2 separate regions of the Columba livia genome follow, and region 2 is linked to region 1. The links are chromatin contacts, called in public Hi-C maps. All regions are on one chromosome and are shown on one strand. Each heading gives the region's core, a stretch centred on a gene start, on an enhancer-like site or on the middle of the called end of the contact. The rest is flanking DNA. Distances are from core to core; before and after follow the strand shown. Region 1 has its middle 6.3 kb from the start of NTMT1. Region 2 holds the start of IER5L (immediate early response 5 like).

Region 1 (6,588 bases), core at 2,952-5,451:
AGCCTTGCATCCCGCTTTGTGTCCCTGTCCCCACCGGTGCTGGTCCAGCCTCTCCAGCCAGCTGAGCCAGGGATGTGCAGAGCCCGTCCAGATGATAAAAGCCGCCTGATTGCAGCTCCCTCCGCTACGGATGGGTTATGTGGAGGTGGAAAAGGCCCCATGGCATCCTGACCCCAATGGGAGCCCTGCCAGGGGTGGGTGATGGCTGTGGGTCTGGGGGCAAAGCTCAGCAAAGGACAAATGCAGGAGCCTGGCAGCACTCGGGGGGCTCATCCTGCATGGGGCAGAGCCCTTTTTTCTCCCACTGATGTCTTCATTGCCTCCTCAAGGAGCAGCTTTGGAGCCGAGGTGAGCACCTCTGGTCGCCTCCTTGTCACCTCCACCTGCGGGACAGCCCGGGGACGCTGAGCCCCGGCGGGCGAGCGGAGGAGGAGAGCAGCCCCGCGGCTGAGCACCGCGCTTGTCACCCAGACAAGAGATCAATAACTAATTTCACTGCAGCAGCAGCGCCAGTTTTTTTCCAATAATTGTGAGCTGGCGGTGGGGAATGAGGCTCTCAGCACCACTCCACACCAGCCTGCACCCGATCAATGGCCACACCACTGGGGCAGCAGGAAAACTCATTTTTCTCCTTTTCTTTCCTCTCTCCTGCTCCATCTCTCCTCCTCCCGGAGCGGCGCCGGCTGCGCTGGGGGCTGCGTCCCCACGGCGCGTGGGATGTGGGCTCGGGCTGTCCCCAGCTGTCCCCAAGGTGGCGGCAATGGCTGAGCCTCCCGTGCTGCCTCAACAACCCTGAGCCCTTTGGTCCTTGTCACCTGCGGGCTGGACCCGGCTCCTTGTGCAGACCATCAGCCCCAACAGCTGGGATGAAGGTGACAGAGGAACGTTCTCTCTGCAGCGGGATCAGGGGCTCTCGAGGGTGCCCTGGCTACCAGGCTCTGACTTTTGGTGGCCAAGTGGTGCCTTTATGTGGTCCAGATGTGGCCCATATTTTTGTAATAATACAGAGGGCAATCTCTAGGTTTCCTCCCCTGAGAGGCTGGTTATTCCGTGGCATGAGCCCTGCTGAGTTTCTCTGTTAACCACCAGTTACCTCTTCTGCTTCTGTAACCCCACCGTGCCTCGGTTTCCTCCGTATGTATCTGTAACACAGGAGGCTGAGAACATCCCCTCCTGCTCCCACCTACGCCGCTACAGGCTATCATGGGCTCCATGCCTGGGTCAGAATATGTTGCTGGTTTCCAGTTCACTTGCTTTTGGGGTCTCCAGGCTGATCTGTGGGATCTTGTGATCCGGGTACCTGTAGGGAGCGATGCTGCAGCAGCTCCTGAGAATTGAGAGATGCTCAGACCTCTGGGGTACCTCTGGGTTTCTCTAAAACCTCAGCGGGTTTTGGATGAGTTGCTGCGCTGGGGCACTGCAGTGAGGAAGTTTGGGCAGTAGCTTTGTCACCACAGCATCTTCCAAGCTCATCCAAGCACCCTAGACCCAACATAGATAGCAGCAGTGTGGCCCCTTGTACTTTCTCCCTAATTTAAGACCCTCCCTCCTGGTTCCCCAAGACCATTCCCATGAATTAAACAGTACCTTCACTGCGGAGCACTGATTGTTGCCTGCATAATTTCAAAGTTTTATCGCTTGCCTTGAAGGCACTTATCGATTGGGGTCCTCTCCAGCTGATGGAGCTTTTAGCATGGCCTGGGCTGGCCAAGCAAGGCTGAAACCTCCATCTACCCAGCTTAGCCAAGCTGTGGCTTAAAACCTCCATGGCAGAGGTGCCAGGACACCTCTGCTCCCAGCAGAGTCTCCATGTGCATATCCACACCAGAACTGTTGGCATGTTGAGATGCTTTTTGGCTTCTCAGTCTCAGCCCAAGAGATTGTTCCCGCCCTGGCCAAGCAGGGTTAACCCAGAGGATTTTTCAGGGGGCGGTTGAGGTGTATTCAGGGAATTGGGAAGGGCAGTTTGGGAGGTTTCTGCCCTGCCGAGGCTCCAGGTGCAGATCTCCATGGCGGGCGGGCTGTTGCCTTCCCTGTGCACCCACCAGTGCTGGGTACCAGGCACAAGCGGGGGCTTTGCCCACCCACCCCTTGCTCAGCGCTGGGTCTGGTGGCTGGGAACCCCCTTCCCGTGGCTGTTTGCCCCCAGAGAAAACGCAGCAGCCGAGCCACGGCCTGAGATTTGGCCACTTTTTCCCAATTTCTGTGCCCTTGGGGATCCCCTTGTCTCATTCCTTGTTCCTCCATCCCCTGGGGTCCCAGTGCGTGGCTGTGCTGGGGTTTGGGGGAGCAGGAAGGGGGTGCTGGGAGCACCCACGGCTCCTTTAAGAAACCCACAACCGGCTCCAGGAACCAGCTCAAGGTCACAGCGGGAACCTGCGGACTTGGCAGCAGTGAGTGAGGGAGGAGGGATGGAGGGAGCGAGGAGGGACGGAGGGAGGAGGAAAGCAGCCCGGGGTCAAAATGAAACCATGGCCGGGGAGAGGGGATGGTAAGGGAAGGAAGGTAGGGTTTGGGGTGGGTCCCACTGTCCCACCCATGGGTGCCCCCAGGATCGCTGCGGCCCCAACCCTGGTGTCCGCTGGTGCAGAGCCCTGCGCCCTCCTCCGTGCCATCTGAACTGTCCAAGACCAGGAAAGTCCCCTTGTGTCCCCAGAGCCACCCCGGGAATGCTGGAGCCACGTCCCTCCCATGGGACTTCCCAGGCTGGCGGGAGGTTTTCCAAGCTGGGGGATTGGATCCTGCAACACAGCCCGATCCCAAACTCTTACCTTATTTTCTTTTTAAGGCCAGTTTTCTTTTTAAAGCAGCAGCTCCTGGAGTCCTGCAATCGCTGCCGAGTTTCTGCCTTTGTTTCAGGCCAGAAGGACCTTTAGAGCCGTCCTTGCTGTAGAGCGCAGGGGGGAAAAGTAAGTCTTTAAAGGCTCAAAGCCCAGAAGTTAATAGAAATAAATAAAAAGCTCTCAGCATTGCATTTTTTAAATCTTTGACATGGAAAGAAATCTCACAATTCTGGGTGCCCACCCTCAGGGCAGGTAAATCTGAATGAAGCGAAGGCACCAGAGGTGAAGATAAACCCTCTTGGAGCCGTGATGCTCTCAGCTGGGTTGGCCTGATCCTGCCCCAGAGGCTGCAGCACCTTTACCCGCATTGGGGGTTGCTGGCTTAACACATCTGGGGGCTTTTTGGAGACAAACGGGAGCAAACCTCAGGCAGACGCGACCCTGGAGGGTGGCTGTGGCCACACTGGGGCTGTGGCTCCATCTTGTTCTGGGCTTGGTTTGGCGATGCCTGATTTTAATTTTCATCAGCAGAATTAATTTGTGGAGTTATTTTCCCTTTCTCCCCCCTCCCCTTCCTCTCCTTCCTGCTTTATACAGAGAATTTGATCATTTCTCTCAGGAGCTCGGCATCATTAGCATTCACCCCCTGTGCTGCACCAAGTGCCGCCGGCTCCGGTACCTGACCCGGCTCAGATGAGACCTGGGCATGGGCAGCTCCAGCACCCCCAGCTCCACACTGGGCTGCCCCAGCACAGCCAGGAGGGTGGGATCCTGACCTCCAGCTTTGCTCTGCTGGAGCCTGGGCTTTCCAGGAAAATTAAGAGCACCCAAGCCAGGAGCAGAGGTCATGGCCAAGTCTTGCAAGATCCGGTGGTTGAAGTCATGCAGATTGGTAACCTGGGGCTTTCCCAGTGTTGCATGAATTTGCAGGCTTTGGGCTTTCATTAATAAAGGTTTTTAAACATCATCATCATCATCATTATTATTATTATTATTATTATTATTAAATATTATTAATGTTATTAAATATTGCAGACCAGACTGCTTTCCCCAGCAATAGCGCCAGGGAGCCGGCACAGCCTCCCTCAGCCAGCCCCATGCCGGCCATGTGCCCCAGCTCTATATGCACTGCAGGTCTGTGTGCTATAGAGCCATGGGCAATGTATGGAATCTATATGGGAAGCAGCCTGTGCTGAGACTTTGCTTTCTTCGCTTAGGTCTGAAGGGGCCCCGAGAGCTCAGGCTATTGGGAAGGAAGGAAACAAGAAGACTCGCAGGGCTTATGTTTGGCTGGAGTGTAGGAGCACCAAACCCAGCTGGTTTCACCCCTGGCGTTCCCCAAAAGCCTTTTTCACCCCATTTCAGGCCCTTTTCTCCCTGGCAGTAGCAATAACCCACACGTGCAGACACTGGCTTTGCAGCCAAAGGGATGTGGATGGGCAGCAGCCCCAGGGAAGGAAAAGGGAATTTTGCTGCTGCCCTTCCAGTTTAATTGCCTGTGTGCAGGGACAACAGCCCACCTGTGCCCACCGCGTTTAACCCTTTCCTTCCCAGACAGAAGCCCTGCCAGGGTGTCCCACCTGTGAAACAAAACCAGCTCCCAATGGGAGGAACAACTGAGCCAACCAGGCCCAGTCCAGGGAGAAAGAAAAAGCAGCAAAACAAGTTCAGGAGCTGGAATGGAAAAATAAAGGTTAAATCTTGCATGTGCTGCCATCCCCGTCACCCCGCAGCTCGTCCCGGGGAGGAGCAGAGGCGGGAGCGAACCTCACGCTGCCTCATGCCCTGAGCAACAGCTGAGCCGTCGGTTTGTTCCACCCAGGCTGTGTGGAGAGAGGTGAATTTTGCTTTAGCAGGATTCCTGCTTCAACACAGCCCTTTATTTCCCGCCCCACCCCCCCGCTCCTTTTTGGCTATGGAGAAGGGAGCTGAGCCTGCCACAGCCCAGCTGCGCTGCTGGGTGAGGGCAGAGAAGCGTTAGCTGAGACCAGGAGCCGAGCGCTTTATTTTTAGTCGCAGTTTAACAAGTATTAATTAATAAGAGTGTAAATGCTAATGCCAAGATGACACAAACTGCATTGCCTGAAATGAATGTTTGGGACGTGTCTGTGCCAGGATTTACAGCCGGGTGGGTTCAGAGGGGCTAAATTATTGCTCAAACTGCAAGGATAAGCTGAGCTGGCTTGTTACCGGCATCGGATCTACCTCCTGCTTCTGTGGGATGTGATGGGGGCTTAGGGCTGGGTTTAGGGCTGGGTTTAGGGCTGGCTCTCCAGCAGTGCCTCGCCACACCGTGTGGGCAAAAACTTCCAGGAGGTTTTACGAAGCGTGGGTTGTTTTAGTCTCTTCTTGTCAGGGCTGAGCGGGTGTGGGGTCGTACCTTGCAGAAGGATTTGTCAGCCCAGTGAAGACTTAACTTTGGAAAAAGAAATCTTTGCCCCCAGTCAAGTCCCTCTGTCCTGCCTGTGGTTTCTTGCTCAAGAGCTCAGCAGGCTGGACCTAGGCTGGGTTTTCCTCCTCCTTTCTCCTCTCTGATGCAGGCGGGAGGGAGCTGGTACCCGCCACTCTGGTTCGGTTTGGGGAGGGATGCGCGGGGGACGCGTGGCCGTGGCGCGGGGTCCCTGCTCGGGCTGCCACGCTGCTCGTCAGCAGCTCCCTTCGTATCACAGAATTTTAATTTAGTTAGTTGAGTTCTTTAAACAGTGTGAACTTGCTAAGTGCTTTGCATATTTTATACTCGTGCGTAACATTTATCAAACAGAAAGCACAATTAATCAAAGAGGGGAGCTTCTGTAAGTGGGAGCAGTTTGTATTCTCCCTCTTTCTCCCTGCCGTGTGCTTTCCTCCTCATCTCCCTCCTCTTCCTCCTCTTCCTCCTCTTCCTCCTCTTCCTCCTCTTCCTCCTCTTCCTCCTCTTCCTCCCCACCACCCTGTACCGGCCATGAAGCCAGAGCAGCTTCACTGTTCCCTACACACATGTACATACGCTCTCTCTCTCCCCCACCATACCATGCACACCATATATACATGTATTAGAAATGTTTTATATATGTGTATATATATATATATTTGTGTGTGCATATATACGTGCATATATTCATGCTCATATATCTATATGCATATACATATATCTATCTGGTGTGTAAATGTGTATATATGTATGGTATGTATGATATGCTGTATACATATATGTATGTGTATACATGTAGGCATAAAGAGTCAATTTTCTCTATATGTATGTGTATAAAGGTATGTATGTGTATACACACACATACACAGTTACCGTACTCACAATATTATACACGCAGTGTATTTTATATATATATACACACACTATATCTACTATCTAGCATACGATTTGTAGTATATAGCATATCTCACACTATATAAAATAAATACCTTTTCTATATTTTGGGCTGCTGAGGGGGTTCAGCGGTGTCGCTGGTGATGCTTCAGCCTCCCGGTGAGAGCCAGTGGCAGAGGGACAAGGTGGGATGGATGGTCCCAGCCCAAGCTGCACTGGGTGCCCAACTGGCTCCGTTTGGGGACAGCAGCTGGTGGCCAGTGACAGGGACACGGGACACCCTGAGACGTCTCCTGGGCAGGAGTGTGGCCGCAGCCTCCCAGCTTGTGTCCCCTCTCCTTGCTGGGGTTGAGGTACAGACCAGGGGTTTCTTTGGGGACAAACAGCAAAGGGACACTAGTTGCTGTCCCCAGGACATCTGTGTTCATCCTAAGGGCAGTGTCAGCCAAACCACACCAGGTTTTGGCTGTGAAGATGGTGACGCCTGTGCTGGTACCGCCG
Region 2 (6,588 bases), core at 2,830-5,329, 99 kb before region 1:
ACTTCTACAAATCCCGTGGCTGGGACTCCCCTCTGCAGCCGCCTCCATGCTGGGGAGCCAGGAATCCCGGGGCAGGGGAGCAAGACGGAGCTGGGGGAGGCCTTGGGGTGGCCAGGGAGCAGGGACAGGGGCTTCTCCCTGGCTCTGCAGGTGAGTGTCACCTGGTCAGAACATCCAGCTCCTGGGGCTCACAGAGCGCTTGTGTGCTCAGCAGTGCTCCCGCCAGCGCTGCTGCACCTGGACGGGAGGGTTCCAGGTTGTATATTTTTAATGTTGATCTACTTTCTGGGGCTATTTGGAGGAGCAGCAGGAGGCGGGTGAGTGGCTCAGCCCCGCAGCCGGGTCCTGCTGCCCGAAGGGGTTGGGAGGGGGGGGCAACGCGGTCGCCCCTGTCCCTTCTTCTGCCCCTAGAGGGGTCGGACCGTCCCACCCCCGCCCCCCAGCCCCGGTGGGGCGCTGCTGCTCCCGCGGCAGACGCCAGGGGGCGCTGTGGGTGCGGAGCGGGCGCGGGTGCGGAGCGGGCGCGGAGCGGAGCCGGGCGGGGGGAGCGCTCCGCTCTTCGGCTCCTCTGCGGCTGGAACGCACCCGCCGAGCCCCCCCGCTACCTCGCTCCGCAATCCCGTTTTTCGGGTCTCTCTCTCCGGGAGAGGGGAAAGCTGCGCTCCCGCGGTGATGCGCGGGGCTGGGGAGGGGGTTTGTCCGGGTGTTGGTCTGGGCGGAGGGGTCCTGGGGGTGTGGGGGCGGAGGAGCGGGGCCAGCTGCGGGATTTTCGCTGTATGCTGGAAACTACGCGTTTTGCACGGGATTTTAAAACATGTTTTTAGAAAGTCTCCAGCTGAGGTTCGGCCGGTGGGGGGCGAGGAGCGCCCGCGGGTCCGTTCGTTTGGTATAAAGAGGTGTGTGGGGGGGGAATACACAAAAAGGAGAGGGGGGGAACAAATAAATAAATAAAGGAGGAACCCGCACGCACCACCGAGCGGCCCCGCGCGGCGAGAACTAACTCCAACTCAAAATAAACTTCCCGAGCGCATCGGGGAGCGCGGAGGTGGCGGCGCTGCCCAGGTGCCGGGGGGCCGGGCCGCGCAGGTAGAGGCAGCGCCGGGGGGTCCCTCGGCTCCCCCCGCCCAGGGCAGCGGGGAGGGGACACCAACCCCATCCCCTTCCCCAGCTGGGACTCGCTTTGCGCGACACCTCCAGACCCACCGGGGGCTTTTGTTGCCTCCTGCCAGCCGAGGGGGCGGCGCGGGGGAGATGGTGAAGCTGGATGGTGTTGGGATGGGGACAAAGGGGGTTTGCGGGGCGGGGGGGGGGTCGGAGCCTCCTCAAAGGTTCACCGGTGCAAAGGGGAAGGGGCGGCTCAGGAGCGGGGCTTCCGCGGGCTGCGGTGTGAAGGAAAGCGAGGGCACAGCAACTTTATAATCGACTTTTTATTAAGATTATAAATTTAAACAAATCTGAACAGTTTTACCCGGTGATATACAATTCCATATGCACAAAATTACAGGCTTACAAACAAAGAAAAAGGAGAAAAAAAAAAAAAAAAAGAAAAAGAAAAAAAGACCCCAACAGACCGTTTGGCAAAGCATCCTCAGTTACACATAGTGCTGATACCGTGAAGTTGGGAGTGGACAGGCTGCAAAAAAAATAAACAAGGGGAGGGGGGACACGAGCAGAAAACCCACCTTTTTACAACAAAAGGTTTTTCTTTTCTTTTTTAGAAAAAAAAATACGAAAACAACCCGAGAGACTCTACAGGAGACAGATCTCTTCACAAGACCAAACAATGCTGGTTTTATGGTTTGGAAGGCTGAAACCAGAACAGTTGAACTTAAGGAAAAGAAAAAGAGTAAGAGACCCGACACAGCACACCGGAGACGTGAGTAGCGTTACACGGTTACCTGCGGCACCACAAACACACACCGGGGCGGGGGCTCCGGGCTGCCCGGGGGCGGTTCGCCCCTTCCCGGCGGGGAGCAGCCCGGAGGGACCCCCGGCCCCTGCTTCACCCCCTCCCTCCCCCCCCAAATTCAGCTCTTGTAACCCTCCAGCGTTACCCCGGCACAAACGGTGGGAAGAAGTCGCATCGCACACGTTTCTTCTGGGAGGAAAGTTGAAATGTTTTCATTTCTGCCTCTTTTTAATGTTCTTTTTAATATATAAAGAAACGCACAAAAGCGAACCGGCAGCGGGTACTTTGCTCCTCCCTGCACCCCAAAACTAGCGGAGCCGGGGGGGCCCCGCGGGGCAGCCCGGACGGGCGGGGGCCGCTCCCGCCGGGGGTCCCGGGGCCGGTGCGGCGGGGCCCGGCTCTCACGTGGCGCTTCCCCGCCGCAAGCACCGGCCCCGGGAAACCCGCGGCAAAGAGAACCCGAGCGGACACAAAGAGGATTATTTAAATAGGTGCTTCGTTGTTGTTGTTTTTTTTTGTTTGTTTGTTTTGTTTGCTTATTTTTTTTTGTTGTTTTTTTCTCTCATCTCTGCAAAAATAAAGTCCCAAGATCTTAATTATTTTTTTCTTTATTGTACAATTTATAAAACACTAGCGTGGCTCTGCCCTCCCACCTCCCCTGCGCACCCCTCAGCACCCCCCACCCCCCCTCCCCTCGTCCCAACCCCCCCCTCGCCTTTGTTTCAGGGTCCCCCCTCTCCGGAGCCGCTGTCCCTCGGATCGCACCCCCGTTTTGCAACCCCCCCCTCCCCTCTTTGCTCCCCGCTCCTCTCTAAAACGCGACGATGGCCCGAGTCCAGGCTCCCAGGCTCGCCAGCGCCTGCTTGCTGCACAGCTGCCCGTTGAGGGGCTGCTCCGAGTCCGCCTGCTGCCGGCTCACCAGCCCCGTGAAACCGGAGCCGAAGATGGAGATCAAGTTGGAGATGTTGGAAGAGTCCTGGGGGTGCTCGGCGCTGTACTCCTCGAAACGGGCGCGTTTGGTGCACGGGGCGAAGGGGGGGCCGCCCGCCACCCCGCCTCCCCCCGGCTCCCCTTCCTCCACCCCCTCCTCTTCCTCCTCCTGCCCCGGGTAATACTTGCGCTTGGTGCCCGGCGTGGGCGGCGGGGAGGCGAGCCCCGGTGCCGGCTGGCAGCAGCAGGGGCACTGCGAGCAGCAGTCCTGGTGCAAGTACCCGTTCTCCACCGTGGTCACGACGTGAGTGTCCAAATCCAGCACCGTGGTGCGGCTGCTACAGTGCGGCGCCCCACCGCTCCCGAAGTCACAACCGGCGGCGTAAAGCAGCCCCGGGGCCGCGCTGTTGCTGCTGCCGCCGCCGGGACCGGCACTGCCGGTAGCCCGGTAGAAGCCCGGGGACGAGTCTCTGCAAGGCGCTCGCTGCAGCTCCGGGGGCGCCGCGCATACCGGCACCTCCAGCAGCTCCGCACCGCCCCGCACCACCGCGCAGCTCCGCGCCTCGCGGTCCTGCGTGTCGGCGGGCAGCGGGAGCACCGCCAGCTCCGGCGGGGCGGCGGCGGGCGGCGGGCAGGCGGGCATGGCGAGGAGCGGGGCGCCGTCGGGGTAGTGCTGCTGGCGGCGGTAGAGCTCGGCGTAGCGCTCGCTCAGGTAGAGCTGCCGGGCGTTGCGGAGCACATAGGAGACGAGCAGGTTCTTGTGGAGCTTGATGCCGCCTCGTTGCGTGCGGGAGCTGTGGATCTTCCGCAGGGAAATACTGATCAAACTCTGCGCATCGAGGGTGCACTCCATCCTCCTCCGGCCCCTCAGCATCTGCTCTCGCCACCCGCGCAGCCAGGCACCCCGGGCCGCATCCACACGGCGACCGGGAAGGGTGCGGAGGGTCGCAAAAAAAAGGATAAAGAGGCGGGGGAGGGGGGGGAGGGAAATAGAAGGGGGGGGAAAGGAGGAAAAGGGGGGGAAAGAACCTGAGGTCGCTGGAGAAGGGGGGAAATAGAGAGGGGTGTCTTCAGGGGGCGGCCAGCGGCGGGAGCAGAGCGGGCATCGCCGTGCGCGCCGGTGGCTCCGCTGCTGCCGCTGCCGCGAGCCGTGCGGGGACAGGCGCGTGCAGCCAGCGCCACCAGCGCCGCGCGCGCCCCCGCCCTCCCCGCGCGCCGCCCCCGCCCGCCCTTCTCGCGTGCGCGCGCCTGCCCTGTCCCGCCCCCTCGCTCGCGCTCCCTCCACGCCCCACCCACTCCCCACTCCGCCCCCGCCGGCCGGTACCTGTCGCGCAGCGGCACTGAGCGCCCGCCTGCCCAGCCCCCGCATTTTATAGCACCGCGCCGGCCCCGCCCCGCCCCCCCGGCGCGAGCTGCCAACGGGGCGGCGGCGGGCGGCTTGATGGGCGGGCGCGGTGGCCAATAGGGGCGAGGCGGGTTCCTCGCGCCGTTCAAATGCTGCCAGGCGCGGCGCGGCCCAGGAGGGCGGTGGGACCGGGCTGGGGCTCGGCCGGGCCGGGCGGGGGATGGCGGGTTGTGCCGGGCAGCGCGGTCCCGTGGCAGCGGGCAGGGCTGGGGCGCCGCCAGCCTGCGCTGCTCCCCTCACACAGGTGAGCGGGGGGCGGCTCCCGCCTCGGTGGGCGGTGTCGCAGCCCGGGCCACGCCGATCAGCTCTCCGGGGACACCGGGGTCCCTATGCAGCTCTCACAGTGACATCCCCGGGGCACTGCCTGTTCCCGGCACCTATGGTGGTACCGGCAGCCTCTGGGATCGTGCTGGAGGGGCTGCCCCGTCCCGGCTGGACGCAGCCGCTTGTCCCCTCTGCAGCCCCTGCCGTGTCCCCTCCGCTGTGCCCCAGCCCTGCAGCATTAAGGGCTGTGAGGGGCTGGCACTGCTGGTTCCTCCCGCACCCCAACAGCGAGCAGCCCCCGGCAGGAACACCCCATCTCCCACCCTGCAAACACCCACCTGCACCCCACGCGTGGCAGAGAGGAGTCGGGTGTTTCCCCCTACGGGGGAAGCAGGACCGTTCATGTCACTGATCAGAAATTGACCTCAATCACAGCACTTTTTCCGCTAAAGTGTGAGTAGGACCATGCACGGGCTGTTGCTAATTAAGGGCTCCTATCCCACCCCGTTGCACACAGCTGTTTTGAACCTGCAGGGCAGCAGGGGGGTCCCCGCTGGGTGCTCCTTCATAGGGTGCATGCGATGCGGGGGGTTCTGGGCAGGTCCTTGTGGGATGGAGGAAGTTAGGGGGTGTAGGGGCTCAGGGCTGACCCCGTGCTTGTTGCTTGAAGGACCTGGCCACCGCGGGACACAGCCATCTGCCCAGGCAGCAGCATTACTCAGAGAAGCTGGTATCACTGCAGAGGAACAGCCCTTGGCCAGCAGGTAAGAGCTGGCGGTGGGTGCGTAGCTGGAAGGCTCAGGGGAGAGGGCTGTGGTGTTTTGGTGGGAAAAGGAAAAATGAGTCAGGAAGTGCCAGAGGGACTGTGGTGCTGGGGCAATGGGAGCTGCAGACCTGCTTCTGAAATGGCACCTCTGTAAAAGGCAGAAGGGAGAGGATGGGGTTTCCGCACTGACTGTGGAGGTTCCCCATGTTGGGTGCCTGAATTGGGGGATGTGTTGGTGTGTGTATCTTAGTGGTGACTACAGGCAGCCTTGCGTCTGCAGGTTGTGGGGACCCCACTTGATATCAAACCCCCAAAGCCCTTGTTCCCACTGGTACAGCCCAACCTCCAAACCACAGGGACAGCATGTAAGGTGGTCACTGGGCTTGTCAGCTTTGGGGGCACTGTGTAAAATCTGGGGCCATTGGGATGTGCTCTGAGGGCTGGGGGCTTTGCTTAATTCCCTGTCCGGCTGGGCTCTGCTGGCTCAGCTCACCCATGTCCTTCACCCAGGGGAAGGGGAGCAGGCCCAGAACCATGGAGGATTTTCTCCCTGTGGAAAGGCTCTTGGGACAACAGCTGGGCTGGGGCAGCTCGTTGTCCCCTGAGCGACATGGGCTAAGTCTTCCTTGCTTGTGCAGCCTTGTTTGTGGAGCAGCCTTCCCCACAAGCTGTTCTCACCTATGCGAACCGGAGTCAATGATACTCTGTGCATTCCCAGGCTCTTGTTGGATGCTCTTGACTCGGTTCCTTGTTCATAATGTGGGAAACAACTACAACCCTGTCTAGAGCATGGCTGTAGCTCAAGGCAGTGGGTACAGGCAGTATCCAAGGTGGGGGATTGCACCGTCTCCTTTCTCTTCTCCTCTGGTCTCCCTCCCTTGCGACCCTTCCTGGCTGCATGTTGGCTTTTCCAAGCCTGTGACTGTGCTGCAGCTACAGAGCTGGGAGGTGATACCCAGGGCTGGTCAGCACAGATAATACAGGGTACAGCACGGCTGGGGTTTGGGGCACATCATGCAAACCAGTGCTGAGCTTTGGGTGCTTTGGTGGCCTGAGTCAGGCCTTACTCTTGGTGTGCGAGCTCAAAGGCTCTGCCCTCATGGGGTGCTCATGGACTGAGCCCCAGCTGTGGCTCTGCAGTATTTTTTGTAGCCTCCTGGGCATTGGGGAACCAGGACAGCGAGTACTGCTGCTGCCAGCCTGTGCCACATCTTCCACCCAGCCAGCACAGGCAGCGATTGCCTCTCTTGCTCAGCTGGCATTTGCTGCTCGCTGGCCCATCTCCAGCTGTAAAACTCCAGCCATGGTGGTCCA

Evidence for each region. A called contact is a pair of places that touch in the nucleus more often than the background predicts.
Region 2: a Hi-C map of liver shows a contact between it and region 1, with 2.5 times the contacts expected there. The contact joins the promoter of IER5L here to the enhancer-like site in region 1. A contact is called at or near these places in 2 of 2 Hi-C or Micro-C datasets (crop and liver).

What each region holds. Positions count from the first base shown.
Region 1 is chr19:5,267,589-5,274,176 of bColLiv1.pat.W.v2, reverse strand. No RefSeq gene overlaps it. Among named protein-coding and RNA genes, the nearest start is that of NTMT1, 6.3 kb to the right of the region's middle. Within about 2 kb of position 4,201, at least 2 of the 3 cell types and tissues checked have an H3K27ac peak away from gene starts, as active enhancers do.
Region 2 is chr19:5,366,009-5,372,596 of bColLiv1.pat.W.v2, reverse strand. It overlaps IER5L (immediate early response 5 like), which reads right to left and starts at 4,079. Exons shown (of 1, transcript XM_065035841.1): 1 at 2,412-4,079. The coding sequence starts at 3,713. The coding sequence ends at 2,721.